Regions from separate parts of the Mus musculus genome. Here region 1 is linked to region 2. A link is a contact called in public HiChIP or PLAC-seq data. All regions are on one chromosome and are shown on one strand. The core of a region is the stretch at or near the end of the contact, and the rest is flanking DNA. Distances in the headings are between cores, read along the strand shown.

Region 1 (2,775 bases), core at 208-2,707, 560 kb before region 2:
AGACTCACCACAGCCACAGCGTCACTCTTATGGACATCCTGAATGTTCAGCACTGTGTAATAGGCCACGTTGGTCAGGATGTAGATGAGTGTCACAATTGGCATAGAAATCCCAATGGCCAAGGGCAAATTCCTGTCAGGACAAGTGAAATAAGACTACCTAGAACCAAGCTCTGCTGAGAATCAAAAGCCATCCAGCACCCCCTGGAATTTTCCTAACATTTAACAGTTCACTGGCTGCCAGCTCTCTGAGATGAGCTCCTCTTCTCTGTATGCCTCAGGGCGGGTAAGCTTCCCATGTTCCTGGGCATTTTCCACTGAGAAAGAAGAGCACTTTCCCTGAGAAGGGACTCACGATGAGTTTATCCAATCTCATTAGGTCCAATGAGCCACATGTGGCTTTCTAACCTTCTTGCATCTGTGATCTCAGGATAAATGCAAGGAGCAACATCCTCTAGAAGCTAGAGGTTAGTCTGGTGATCTGGTAGGCCAGAGACAGTCTCAGCACCACAGGGCTAAAGCCTGCCACCTCAGCCCTAGCTGGGTCTGCTGCTGCCCACTAAAGACCTCTCCTCTTTAGTGGACCCTGGATGCTCTCCAATGGAACATGAGGGTGAGAGCCAGGGCTTTCCCACATTCACTCACTCCCATCCTAGCCCCCAACCCCTCCTAACTGGAGAAGGGGAGCAGGGAGAGGATGAGGGGAGGGGAGGTCGAGGGAGGAGCTATGGGAACAGGGCAACTGCGCCCACCATCAGCAGGAGTTCCAGCCAAGTTGGAGAGTGTGATCTCGCCTTTACCTTTCTGGGTTTTTGATTTCTTCTGTTACAAAATTAAGGGTGTCCCAACCTGAGTAAGAGAAGAGGGCAGAGTACAGGGCAAGAGAGAGGTCTCCCACATTCCACGAGGAACCTTTAAAGGCGTCCTGAAAGTGCTCAGTGTGTCCTGTGGGGCAAAGACGGGTGGGAGACCAGGCAAAAGAGAAGGGAGATAGAAGGAATGTGAAGAACAGAAAGAATACAGAGGGAGAATTAAAAAGATGAAACAAAAGGAGAAAAAAGAAGAGAGACAAAAAACAGGGCAGGGGAAGAAAAAAAAACATTATTTAATACGAAAGGAGCAATAACCAAAACCTCCCCACATTCACTGCCCCATCTAAAACTAGGTAATCAAGAAAGCAAAAGCAGCCCGGCTGCACTCTGAAGGGACACTTCTTCCAGGGCCCTAAGGAATGTCCATTTCCCAGAGGTGACCTCAGCTCTTCTTCCTATTTTGATGTCACTGGTCATTTCACACAGAGGAGTAATTTCCACTCACAATCAGACCCAGCACAAAGTCTGGGCTCAGATCACTGTATGATTTAGACATGTGGTTCTATCAGTCTATTTGCAGTGGGTGCGGTGTGGCTGTCTGGGGCCGGAAATCTAGGGCTACAGAGTAAGCCAGGTCTTATCTCATAGTGAGCCAACCCCACCCTTCAGAGCAACAAACCAAGACAGAGTGATTCGTCACCTTTCCTGGGGGCCTCTGGGGACCGCAAATAGAAAACCTACCTAGCTTCTCAAGACAGACAAGCAGACAGCATGGAGTTTTGAACAGGAGTCGGCCTCCTAAAGGGCTTGTCATCACCCCCTGAAGAAAGCCTAGACTTAGAGTAGAAAGAAGGCTCGGTGGCCAACCCCTTGGAACTCCAGGGAGATCTGACACCCTCTTCTGGCCTCAGGACCCACACACATGTGGCATATTCACACGAACAATATATATATATATATTAATTTTTACATATATATGTGTGTGTGTGTGTGTGTGTGTGTGTGTGTGTGTGTGTGTGTGTAATAGAAAGGTTACACCCAGAACTCAATGTGGCAAAAAGGTGTAGGTGTGCAGCAAGAGCTTCCATGGGGTCTCAGTGGTTCTCTAAGGCACACATTGCAGAGAAGGATTACTCAGTAGCCCAATTTTACTATAAGATGCTCCTGAGACTCCAGTGACATCTAGATGCCTAGCTGTAGTCACTTGCCCAAAGCTGTGTTTTTATGAAGTGTATTAGGCAATTCTTAGGCAGGAACTTTATGCACTAGTACCAAGTGACTACAGCCAGGCATCCAGATGTCCTTGGAGTATCAGGTCCTTAGGACCAAACACACATAAGAATCTTTTAATTTTTGATTCAAACTAACAGGTCTGAGATGAAGGCTCAGCTCCCTAGGTGACTGTAAATACTGCCATGTTTAGGGGCTGGTAACAGAACACTGGCTGTTAAATGAGCAAGATGCCCTTTGTCAAAGGCTTTAGGATAGCCTGGAAAGCCCACCAGTGTCTCTGATCAGTCTGCTCTGATCCCAGAATGAAAACCTTTCAAGAGCCAATAAGTAGCTGGATATGGTGGTACATGTCTTTAATCACAGCTACTGGACAACATGCTAAATTACAGGCCAGCCCAAAATATAGTTCAAGACATTATCTTTAAAAAAGTTTTTAAAAATTTTAAATTAAAAGGACTAGGGATGTGGCTGAGTGGTAGAGTCTAATATAGCACACATAAAATTCTGGTTCCATCCTCAGCAAAAGTTAAAAAGAAAAGAAAAGAAAAAAAAAGGGGGGGGGGCTGGTGAGATGGCTCAGTGGGTAAGTGCACCCGACTGCTCTTCGACTGCTCTTCCGAAGGTCCGAAGTTCAAATCCCAGCAACCACGTGGTGGCTCACAACCACCCGTAATGAGATCTGATGCCCTCTTCTGGTGCGTCTGAAGACAGCTACAGCGTACTTACATATA
Region 2 (3,161 bases), core at 27-2,526:
ATTTTAAATAGGAGGCAAACTCCAGCGTCGCCTGTACCATCGCAACCAGCCCATGCTCCCGAATTTATGAGTTTATCACATCACTTGAGATGAGAGTGAAATTAAGTTTCAGTCCCTTTTGAGATTTCTGAGCGCACCAAGTCTGACTGCTATCGTTTCAAGGGGCTGAAAGAGTGCGAATACAGCTGGAGAAAAACTACTTTGGTGCAGGAATTCGTGTCTTTTTCCGCGCACCATTGGGGGCCGCACCGGTCGGGTCCCGCGCGATGCCCTGGCGTGAGTTTGGGGGCGCAGCGGGGCCCGGCGGGGGCGGCGAGCGCGCGTTCCCCCGCCCGCTCGGGCGGCGTCGAGGCGCGAGCAGCTCAGCCAGCCTTGCAGAGGGAGCTCTCGGCAGCTCAGGGGTCCCCTCTGCTCGCAGCCACAGCAGCGCCGCCTGCGACACTCGGCGGCGACGGAGACCGGCAGCGGGGACGATCGGACTACGAGAGACTAGAGAGCACCCCAGCTGCTGGAGAAGCAACGCAGGGAGATCGGGTAGGTTCCGGGACCGGCTGGACTTGAAGATGGGGAGTCTGAGGCGCGTCGGTCGGGACCCGACACCCACACGGTTCCGGGACCTGGCTAAGCGGCCGGCCGAGGGTTCAGAACCCCTAGGCGAAGCAAGCGGCGGCAACCGAGCCTCAGAGGGTCCAGACTCGGTAAGGGGTATCCGTCGCGGGAGGGGCAGAGGGCGGGCCGTGGCCCGAAGATCAGCCGGGCCAAAAGCCGGCCTCGAGGGTAGAGACAAAGGAAGGAAAATGGAGTCGCCGAGCGCGCAGGCCTCTGTCGCCACCGCCGCCAGAGGCCTACCATGTTGGGAGGAGGGAAGCTTAGCGGGCGGGCGGGCGGGCGTGGAGGGGGTTGGCCAGGCCCTGGCGGCGGCGCCGGGCAATGGCGGCGGCCGCGCCGCAGCAGGGACGGTAGAGGGAGACAAACACCCCCCGGCGGCGGCGCTGGCGCTGGCGCCGGGCTGCAGCCAGCGCCGACCGGAGCGGCCCCATCGTGACACCTAGAGGCGGCCCGCGAAACCTCCTCCACCCCGGGCCCCCTTTACCTTCGCGCCACACCCCCCGCGGCGCCCGCTCCGCCGCCGCTCCACCGCTCCGGCCACCTGGCGTCCCCGGCCGGCTCCGCGCGCCCGCACCGGCTGCTGCTGGTCGCCGCTGCCGCCAAAGAAGCAGCTCCGCGCACGGTTTAATCGCTCCACAGGCTCGGACACAAAATGGCGGCGGCGCGGTGCAGTGCGCCTGCGTCGGCGCTGCCGGGGCCGCGGGTGCTGATAAGGGAAGAGTCGGGTGGGGGGGGCCGGCCGGCGGCGACGAGGGCGGGGGAGGAAAGGTGAGGGGAGGGGTTGGCGCAGGGCAGCATGGGAGGCGGCCCCGGGCGCCAACTTTCAAAAGCCGGCGCGATGGCGTCACGGGGATGCGCCGCGAGGCGCGGCGTCACGCCGCACGCGCCCTCCCGCGCCCTCGCCGGGTCGCGCGTGGGCTCTGCCGGCGGCGCGGAGGCGGCCTGGTTCCCATTGGGGTGGGGCTTCCCTGGGCGGAGGCTGGCGGCTTCTGGGCGATCGGGTCTCCGCCTAGTTGCCCTGATTTCCTTAGCTCGCTCATTTTCCCTCCAAGCTGCGAAGGGCGGGAGGACGACGGGGAGCTGAAGTAAGCGCGCGGGGCTGGGGCCGTGGGGGTTGAGGAAGCGCCAGGGTTCTACCCTGCCCGGTCTCCTCCCACCCGGGGTTAGCTCTGCACCCTGTCCCGCCGCCGAGTCAAATGCAGTGAGTTCCCGCACTCTCTCACTTCTCCGACACTTGCCCAGTGCTCAAGATCGACTGCTAGGGGCTTCGCCCGGGGATCTTAGTAGTCTTCCTCCCAAGAAAAGGGCCTTAGAAAACCGAATGTGAAATTAAGAGAATCGGGACAGAGTCACCTCAGTCCGGAGATATAGCAGACCACACCACAGCAGTCGTGTTTAGCTGTATTTGGCACCGTGAACGTCTAAGTTTTTAAGACTGTTCTTTTTATTTCGGTTCCCAGTCGGTGGTACTTAATCCCTTCCCTTTCCCGGGAAGACCCTATTGGCAGGTGTTCTAATCATCTTCTCTCCCCGCCCCCCATAGCCTTGGAATGTGACTCGGGATTGTAGTCCCAGTTCTCTTGCTTTAGCTGTTTGGATAACAAATGCACCTGGCAGCAAGCTTCTGCCCTATTCATATACATCTGGGCTGTGTTGTGGGTATGCTGGTCCATTATCAATAGATATTGTTTATTCCCCCCAAAAGAATCGGAAAGTTAGAAGCATGTAAGATCCCACTGTTCAGATGTCAGTAACTAAGGCAAATGTGTTTAAACATCTTGAGTCCATTCACCCACTGTTGTGGAGCTTCCCTCCATGACTGGACTTAGAGGAAAGATAGAAGAGAAAGTCCAAGATTAGAAAGAGGATAATAGACAAGGAAGTAAACAGAAAGACAAGTCTAGACTGTTGGATTGTAGAATCCAAGACCAGAAGTAAGTTTGAGGCAGGAAGAGAGGTTTCTGGTTTTCAGATGCTGAGAGTTCCGGTACAGTTCAGCCAGAGGCTTAGCTATTGAGTTTATTACCTTGGAGATAGCTGGGAAAGATCATGGTGACTTTAGCTTGACTCATATGGATTAACTGAAGAGGTTAACCTGAGTAGAATGGGTTAAAAAGTAAACAGGAGAGTAAGGAAATAGAGACAGTGCATGAAGGCAGCCTGAGTTCTGCTGTGGGTAGAGCAGACATTGGGGAATAGGTGCAGAAGGATGTGAGGTCAGGGGGGAGTTTTGTTCTGTCTCCCTTTGGGCGGTATGAATCCAACCCAAAGCCATGGTCTCTGCCCTTGAGCATCATCTCAACTCTGGGGATGTTTTAAAAGGTGGTAGAGGGGGTCAAGTGGTGATGGCTTACACATTTAATCCTAACACTTGGGAGATAGAGGCAGCCAGATCACTTTGAGTTTAAAGCCAGCCTGTTCTACAGAGTTACTTATAGCCAGTGCTACACAGAGAAACCCGTCACACACACACACACACACACACACACACACACACACACACACACAACCTAACTAAAAGAGATGATATTGCCAGACAATGGTGGCACATG

What was found. HiChIP or PLAC-seq counts read pairs in DNA pulled down with a chosen protein or histone mark.
Region 1: a contact with region 2 is called in a FOXA1 HiChIP or PLAC-seq map of pancreatic cancer cells. The contact joins the enhancer-like site here to the promoter of Ctcf in region 2. A contact is called at or near these places in 4 of 39 promoter capture datasets (embryonic stem cells, hippocampal neurons and liver) and 4 of 115 datasets of contacts at active chromatin or transcription factors (bone marrow-derived macrophages, double positive thymocytes, pancreatic cancer cells and 1 more).

What each region holds. Positions count from the first base shown.
Region 1 is chr8:106,190,508-106,193,282 of GRCm38.p6, reverse strand. Slc7a6 (solute carrier family 7 (cationic amino acid transporter, y+ system), member 6) reads right to left here. Exons shown (of 10, transcript NM_178798.4): 4 at 800-944; 5 at 9-132. Among named protein-coding and RNA genes, the nearest start is that of Slc7a6os, 19 kb to the left of the region's middle. Within about 2 kb of position 1,457, at least 26 of the 459 cell types and tissues checked have an H3K27ac peak or open chromatin away from gene starts, as enhancers often do. A contact at or near this core is called in pancreatic cancer cells, where this site is marked.
Region 2 is chr8:105,634,653-105,637,813 of GRCm38.p6, reverse strand. It overlaps Ctcf (CCCTC-binding factor), which reads right to left and starts at 1,276. Exons shown (of 12, transcript NM_181322.3): 1 at 1,094-1,276. Gm5914 (predicted gene 5914) reads left to right here and starts at 340. Exons shown (of 2, transcript NR_151742.1): 1 at 340-534.